3 separate regions of the Mus musculus genome follow, and regions 2 and 3 are each linked to region 1. A link is a contact called in public promoter capture Hi-C data. All regions are on one chromosome and are shown on one strand. The core of a region is the stretch at or near the end of the contact, and the rest is flanking DNA. Distances in the headings are between cores, read along the strand shown.

Region 1 (2,699 bases), core at 108-2,607:
AAGGAGCTAAAGGGAACTGCAACCCTATAGGTGGAACAACAATATGAACTAACCAGTACCCCGGAACTCTTGTCTCTAGCTGCATATGCATCAAAAGATGGCCTAGTCGGCCATCACTGCAAAGAGTGGCCCAATGGACTTGCCAACTTTAGATGCCCCAATACAGGGGAACACCAGGGCCAAAAAGGGGGAGTGAGTGGGTAGGGGATTGGGGGTGGGGTTGATATGGGGGACCTTTGGGATAGCATTGAAAATGTAAACGAGGAAAATACCTAATAAAAAAATTAAAAAAAAAAAAGAAATATTTGCCTTGGTGTGAAATAGTCATTCTGAACCAGATGCCAAAGTATTTTGAATACTACTAGCAATGTGGTGATTTTGCGTTAATTTAAAACATGTCCTGCTGTATCCTTTTATAATGACTTCTGAACAAAGAACTAAGACTGTGAAAGTACAAGATATGATAAAGAGGTGTTTATATAGGCAAGAGGCCAGAATGATTGGAATGATGTGCTCATTTTCAAGTTATTGTCAATGATAGAGGACATCTCTTTCGATATAACTTAGAAAAGCACTGTTTCTCTTTCCATATGTTAGCCCAAGTTAGTTACTATCCAGACAGTGTGTGTGTGTGTGTGGGGGGGGTGTCTGTGTGTGTGTGCATGCACGTGTGTGTGTGGGGGGGAGTATGAGGGTGTAGTCATGGCTAATCAGCACGATTTTCTGATTTTTATAGCCTCTATTTTCAAATAGAATGTTTATATAGAGGCAGTCACATTTTCAGAAGAGCTTTGCATATAATAACTGCAGAACTCCATAAGGGGACTGAGGATACGATGCTTTTCCTTAATGAGCTACATTCAAATTTTCCATAAGAAGAATCTCAAAATAGATCATAACGAATTCACCATGACAAATTCTCCTGGGACAAATTGGCACAGTTTTAGAAGTGGGCTATAGAGGAGTGAGTATGAGAGTGGGAGGAGGGCGGGAGAGAGGGTGTAGAAGTGACTTTAAACAGTTTGCTTTTACTCACATGCCTGGGTTTAAGTGACAGCTATGCATTTTGGCATCAAAGAACCATGGTTAGATGTTTAGAGTTCAGGCTTAAGGGCTGTGAGTTTGCAAATCTAGCAGCTGGAGTGTGTTTGTGGTAGCTGCTTTCCTGTGCTAAGCTGATTTACTTGTTTAAGGTCTGACCTCATCATCCTGTCAGTATGGGTTCCCACCTACACTGTTAGCGGCAGCTTTCTGGCTTCAGCTAGGCTGGAAGTATTCACAGTGTATCACAGGCAGAGGGGGAGGGGAGAGAAAGCAAGAAAAAACTGCTTGCTCTCTCAGCACTTGTGCTTTTGTTAGTTCTACACAAGAGGCAGAGAGAAACAAGAGATAACAAAGGCTCCATTTCCTTTCTGTTAGAGAAGGCTTTTGTCTTTTCTCAGGCAACAATGTCAGTGTCCGGCAAGAAAGAGTTTGATGTGAAACAGATCCTGAGGCTGCGCTGGAGATGGTTTAGTCATCCTTCTCAAGGATCGCCGAACACTGGAAGCTGCCTTCAGCAGGAAGGATATGAGCATAGAGGGACCCCGGTGCAGGGCAGGTTGAAGAACCACTCACGGGACAGAAACGGACTGAAGAAAAGCAATAGTCCTGTCCACCACGATATACTGACGCCAGTACCAGGACCAGCCCCTACCCATCAAAGAGTCCTTCAGAATTGGCACCAACAAAACGTGATAGTACATCTTCAAGCAAATGAAGACACTCCTAAAGCCGTTCCAGAAGGAAATTTGCTCAAAGAGGCTTGTGAGAAGCGCTCACGAGATTTGGAGATGATGGGTGATGACAATATAGAAGATATGAGAGCAGGGTAAGAGTTTTTGGTTACGTAAGTGAAAGCTTTAGCCTAGATTAACTTAGTCTGTAAAACTCTCATTTCATGCTAAATAGGAAGTGTCAGAATAATCTGAGTTTGTGTGTAGCCAATCAGGGTCTTGAAGAAAATCTTGCTTCTAAGTCTATGAAAGAACATTGTAATCACAATATGTTTTGATAATTAATGGGAAGCTATTTTTCCTAGTAGGTTTGCTTATTATCATATTCCCTATCCATTTAGAATTCTTTCGGGTTTTAAGAGAAGGCTTTTTTTTTTTTTTTTAATTACTAACCTCTGTAGGTACCTTCAACAGCTTAGATATTCCAACAGTGGTGGTTGTTTTGTCAAGCACATGCAATCAGAACTCTTTTTTGATTTTCGTGAACAGGATTAACTTTGACAAAAATAGAAATACATGTTCTGACTATTGAACATATTCTTGCTTATTTCTTAGGACATAGTAATAGTTTTGAAATTCTTTGGGTTTTGTTTTTTGTTTTTTGTTTTTTGTTTTTAGTGAGAATATATAATATTCCTTGTCATTTGAGCGCCATTTCAAGCGCCATTACTTTCACAGCTAGTTTGTAAACAAAAGTGTTCATTGGGCAAGTAATAAGAATTTGCTCCCATCAGTGGATTCTTAAAATAAGAAATGTCAAGCACTTTAAGGCTACAAAATTAAGCTAAGAAAGCAAAATTTGAATTTGAGGTAGGATTCTTAAGACGTGATTTCATTCTAAATTGCATTCATCAATAAGCTTTGAGAGGAAGAAATGTTTATTCTGTTCTCTAGTATTGTCAAATACCTGAAAAGTGGATTGAA
Region 2 (2,699 bases), core at 53-2,552, 1.9 Mb before region 1:
CACACACACACACACACACAACTACACTTTCTCTCCAAGTTTCTTCTAAGTACTCAGTTGGAATTGTCACAGGAAAAGACCATTAAGCAGTATTTGGCAAAGTATTAAATACAGAAATAAGCCATTGTATACACTCATAAAAAAAAACCTTTCTTCATCTAGGAAAGAAAACAGAAGTGTAAGAAGTGTAAAGACAGCTAAACGGATGAGCAAATCATTGTTCATAAGTCAAATCTAGACATGGACAAATACCATTTTCTTCTTCCGCTTCTTCCTCTTCTTCCTCCTCCTCCTCTCCTCTTCCTCCTCCTCCCCTTCCTCCAGCCCCCTGGTCAGATACTACTTAAAAGTGTCATATCTTCCTAGATATCTAAAAACTCTCTAGAGGTATATAGTTCTAGGTAACGGAGAAATGATCACAATTATCTAGAACAAAACCATCTTTAAAATTTATTTACTCAACAATTATGAGTTACCCCTCCTTCATCCCTGTTTAAATAGTGCTATAGAGTGATCATATAATAAGGCTTAATTCTCAGAACACAAGACAAGTTAAAATTACAACCTAGCTCATACCTCCTTTTCTGTCACAGTTCATCATTTTTTCTTGCATATCGCCAAATTTTTCACCTTTTTACTTTATGCAGACAGAAGCTAAAAGTGTCATATTCTGGAATTATTTAGTGTTCATTTCATTTAGTTCCCCTGTCTACCTTTTTATTCTGCGTTTTAAAACTTTCTTCGTCAAATTATCTCCATTATAAAAGTAATGAAGGGGTGAATGGAGGGAACCTGCAAATCATATCGGTGGACTGAAAATTCCTCCGTGGTCTCCAGGGTGGGATGTGCACAGAGACCCACACAGAGCGAGTTTTAAATGCCAAGTAATATGTATGAGAGAGAGAGAGAGAGAGAGAGAGAGAGAGAGAGAGAGAGAGAGAAAGAGAGAGAGAGTTTTAAATGACATCTAATATCTATTAGAGGTTCAGCGAGTGGTCATTGCGCTTTGCCCTCTTTCTCCTTATCCCAATTGGGAAACCTGGAAACCAAAATCTTCCCACGGAAACTCCTCAGGGACGTCCCAAGATCGGAGCTTGCGCACTCGGACTCCACCGGCGGCGCAGCCTTGGCTGCGAGTCCGCGGGGTCTCCTAGCACGAACCCAGCGCGGGCTCCACGGTCGGCGTGGCGCGCGCGTGCGCGCGCTCCCCCTTTGGCCCCCTACCCTGCAGCAAGGGTAGCGTGACGTAATGCAACCTCAGCATGTAGGAGCGCTATAAAGCGGGACGAGGCGGCGCGCCTCGCAGACGCAGAGTAGCTCGTGATTGGCTCGGGCTGCGGAACCTCGGAATCCCGAACGAACGCCAGGACCTTCCAGGTCCACGGCTGCCGCCCCCCGCGGCAGTTGAGAGCGCGGCCTCCGACTGCCTGGCGGCGGGGAAGGCGGTGGCGGTTGCAGCCCCGCGGAGGCGGTGACAGGTAAGGGGACTCCTGAGCAGCAACTCGGAAGCCGCGGCTCTGCCAGGCTCAGCGTGTTTCTGGGAGGGGAGAGGCTCCCACCCAGCGTCTCGGGGAGGGCGAAGGGAACAATGGAAGTGGCGTCTAGTCCCCGAGCTTCACCTCTGCCTCCGGAGCCCTGGCTTCCTCCTCCTCCGCCGGCGGAGGCCAGGGAAAGGTTGGCAAGTGAGGGTCCCCCTCCTCAGTCAGCCCTCTGCTCCCTTCGCTCGGAGCCCCCCCGGGGAAGCCAGAGCCGTCGTTGTGGCCGTCGGTGGTTTAGGGTGACAGGAAAATGGCGGAAAACAAAACGGTGGAGAGTGCGGCGTCCCCTTGGCATTTTCTCTCGGCGACCCCCCAGCCCCCACCCCCTCCATGTTCCTCTCGCCCGCGCCCCACGTCGTTGCAGCCGCTCGCGCGCGGCGGGGCGGCGGTTGACGGAGCCTTCGGCGGCACGCCCGAGGGCTAGCAGGCTCTGCCGCTCAAGTGGCCCCGGGGCCGGGCAGAGGACGGGAGCGGGGCTCCGGTGCCGTCAGAGCCGGGCTGTGTGTGTGTTGGGGGGTGCCGTGTGCGGCCACCGTCGCCTCAGCCCCATCACCACCATTTTGCCTGGTGGCCGGCTCCCACGTACGGCGGGGCCGCCGGAGCGAGGGGCGGTGAGCCGGTCGGCCGGGCGCCGTGGGGCGGGGGCAGCGCCGGTGACCGCTGCGCCGCGGGTGAGCGGGGTGGGCGCCGCGGGGGACGCCTCCTAGGCTGGGTCTCGGCGCTCCGCTGAGAACGCTCGCCGGCTCGCCGGCTCTCTTGTTCTTGTTCGCTGGAACATCAGTCTGCTGGGCGACAGCGGAGAGGGCACGTGTGTGCGTTCTGCTGGAAATGATTGAAACTTGGCACGGTCTTGGGAAAGGGAGACTTCTGCGGGAAGAGTGCAGCGTCCAAAGCTGCAATATTGCTACTTGCCAGGGCTCCTTTGTCTATCTCCGCAAATACTACTTTCCCATTCTCTTGCCCAGCAGCCTTAGCATCATTTCTCTTCTATCCCTCGCCCCGTTGACAGCACGGAGAAGCTAGCTCCCCAGCGAGCTGTTTCGAAGAGACATGGGAGAGTAGAATTTGATTTTTGTGTTTTCTGCTTCCCGTGCATTGATAGAAGGGTGTTTACTTGAAGTGTACTTGCTTGGTTTATCCCGGTTCGATACGCATCTGTGG
Region 3 (2,699 bases), core at 131-2,630, 1.2 Mb before region 1:
TTCAACTTAGGACGTGGGGAAAAAAACACACTCACTTGCCCTGCTCAGCATGTTTCTAAAAGTATTTATGCTCTGGAAGAATATCAGAGAAGTTATGTAGCTATGAGGGTGGTAGCTTTTGTAAATAAATGTAACCTGAATTTAATGCACTGTATAACTACCAGCTCCTCTAGAAGATAGTAAAGGAAATACCTTGCAGCTCATTAAAACCTTGACAAAGAATTTAAAACAACTTGGCTAAGGTGACTTAAATATGATATGTTGTATGGAAATGACTATGCTTTTCTTCAGGCAGGTACCCTATTCAGATATTTCCTTCAATGTGTATTATGTACTAAGTGTGGGAGGTTTGGTAGGTAGGGGAAGAAGAATCATGAGGAACCATTTAAGATATAAATAAAGCCTTTGGAATGCCTGGGCCATTCACTGGTTTAGGAGACCTTTGTGAGGGAGAAAAATATACAAGTTCAGAGTGTTAAACCCTATCCTTATAAATTATATACTGTTTTAAACCTTTTGGTAATGTTAGGGCAAGGCTAAGTAAGGTATGGTGCACTTTCGTGCACATGCACACACACACACACAGACACACACACACGCACACGCGCGCACGCGCGCGCGCGCGCGCGCACACACACACAACCCTAGTCTGTTTCAGAGAGTGGCGGAAGTGTTGTAAAACAATCCACCCATCTGTTACAGAGGCTTCCCACCGCGCTTCCTAAACCTCCTTGAGCAGTAACAGGATCTCAACCAGCAACTCTGATATGAATGCAAGAATTCTGGGGAGCGGTCCTGTGGACGCTGGATAAGGAAGATATTACAGCCAGTGATCTAAGTGGGTAAGAGAAAGGCCGAGTTGTTCACTTGTGAACTCTCTGGACTCTTTCTCCAGGATACTGGGAGAAGCCACCTTTTCTTTCCGCTGAGTTTAGGGGAAATGTGCAAGTTGAATTAGAGCTAAGTCACTTTCATGCGAGATGGCTCTGGGTGTGTGGTGAATGAAACACACTTGTGAGTCCCGTTTGTGACCCTTCTAATCCTCCACTTAGGAGAAGACAGGCTGGAAGCATGGTCCCCCTCAGAGACCTGACAATTGGACTCTCTGCTCTGATCTCCAGGCAGTGAGCAAGGCTGCACACCGCCCCCTTCTCCCTTCTTGTGTTCCACCTCCATTCACCGAAAGTCCCACACGGCTTCAGGTAGGCAGAGGCTGGCTAGGGAGTCTCCACCCCTAGCTGGCGGCAGCCATTCTGCGGGCTCGGGCGCTGAGGGGGTGGGGCCCATTGGCTGGGGGGCGCTGCCAGTCTCGGGAGGGGGTGTGGTGAGGGTGGGCTCTTGGGCCGCCGCGGGTCGAGGCTGCTCACAGTGTGTAGGGTGGTGGATGAGCTGGAGCCGGAGCCAGCGCGCTTCAGACTTGAGAACAGTTCAGAGAGTCAGAACGTGCCTGAAAGAGAGAGAGAGAGAGTCAGCGAGTGAGCGCAAGGGGACCTAAAGGAGTCAGGGAGAGAAAGCTAGGGCTCTAAGAGCTAGGCTCAAGACAGAGTGACCATGGCTGTCTCTGCACCTCCGGTGATCTCTGCAACTTCCAGCAGCGCCGGCGTCCCGGGGGGTTTATTCCGGGCTGAACCCCTGTATTCGTCTCCAGGAGAGCCCCCTCGCCTAACCCCTAACATGATCAACAGTTTCATGGCCAATAACCATAACGGCAGTGTCTTGGGTGGCGGGATTGGTGGTGGCAGCGGTGGCAGCAGCAACACCAACACAAACGAGTGCCGGATGGTCGACATGCACGGGGTGAAGGTAGCTTCATTCCTGATGGATGGCCAGGAACTGATCTGCCTGCCGCAAGTCTTTGACCTTTTCCTCAAGCACCTGGTGGGAGGGTTGCACACAGTGTACACTAAGCTGAAGAGACTCGACATATCTCCGGTGGTGTGCACTGTAGAGCAAGTTCGAATCCTCCGTGGGCTGGGGGCCATCCAGCCAGGGGTGAATCGTTGCAAGCTCATCACCAGGAAAGACTTTGAAACTTTGTTCACCGATTGCACCAACGCCAGGTGAGACACTCATTGCTTGCTTGCCTTTCTCTCTTTACCCCTTAGCCCTCTTCTGCATGTCTCATCCAACTTGGTCTGTAGAGGTTGAGTTCTGCTTCTTTGCATTGTAATCGGCGGGGTTGAGAGAACTAGGAGGGCTCATAAATTAATTGCCAGTCCTTTCTAGGCTGCTTTCAGTGGTAGGGCTTCAATTTGAAAAAGTCCCGCACAAACTTCAGTAGCAATCATCCACTGAAACTTTACAGCCGTTCGCCTACATTTTGCATGGCTTTTTGGCTGTTGTGGTAGTTATTTTCTTTATTTGCTTTTCTTTCCTGCTCTTTTGTGGCCATACGGGTCGGATAGTTTTTCTTCTGAACACGGGCATCAAGGGCTTTCTTGGGTATGGGGGCTGGCTGAGCTGTAACCTGGGCTCCTAAGCTGGCAACCGAGAAAAAGGCATTTAGGGGGTGCAAGGGAACGGAAGTCTAGAATCCATCCCAGAGGGTGATTCGATCCCCATCCTGTATGTTTGTTGTGAGAGTGTTTGGGATGTGTGTGCTGTGGTGGTGAAGGTGGTGTGTGTGTGTGTGTGTGTGTGTGTGTGTGTGTGTGTGTGTGTGTATGCTTGTACAAGTGCCTACAAGGACATATGCTCAT

Evidence for each region. Promoter capture Hi-C pulls out the DNA fragments that hold promoters and counts their contacts.
Region 2: a promoter capture Hi-C map of hippocampal neurons shows a contact between it and region 1, with 7 times the contacts expected there. The contact joins the promoter of Zfp711 here to the promoter of Klhl4 in region 1. A contact is called at or near these places in 2 of 39 promoter capture datasets (hippocampal neurons and maxillary cranial neural crest).
Region 3: a contact with region 1 is called in a promoter capture Hi-C map of hippocampal neurons, with 2.0 times the contacts expected there. The contact joins the promoter of Dach2 here to the promoter of Klhl4 in region 1. A contact is called at or near these places in 4 of 39 promoter capture datasets (3T3-L1-derived adipocytes, cranial neural crest, hippocampal neurons and 1 more) and 1 of 115 datasets of contacts at active chromatin or transcription factors (stem cell-derived neural progenitor cells).

What each region holds. Positions count from the first base shown.
Region 1 is chrX:114,472,976-114,475,674 of GRCm38.p6, forward strand. It overlaps Klhl4 (kelch-like 4), which reads left to right and starts at 1,358. Exons shown (of 11, transcript NM_001290477.1): 1 at 1,358-1,870. The coding sequence starts at 1,449.
Region 2 is chrX:112,599,428-112,602,126 of GRCm38.p6, forward strand. Zfp711 (zinc finger protein 711) reads left to right here and starts at 1,303. Exons shown (of 9, transcript NM_001381899.1): 1 at 1,303-1,478.
Region 3 is chrX:113,296,876-113,299,574 of GRCm38.p6, forward strand. Dach2 (dachshund family transcription factor 2) reads left to right here and starts at 1,381. Exons shown (of 13, transcript NM_033605.2): 1 at 1,381-2,060. The coding sequence starts at 1,552.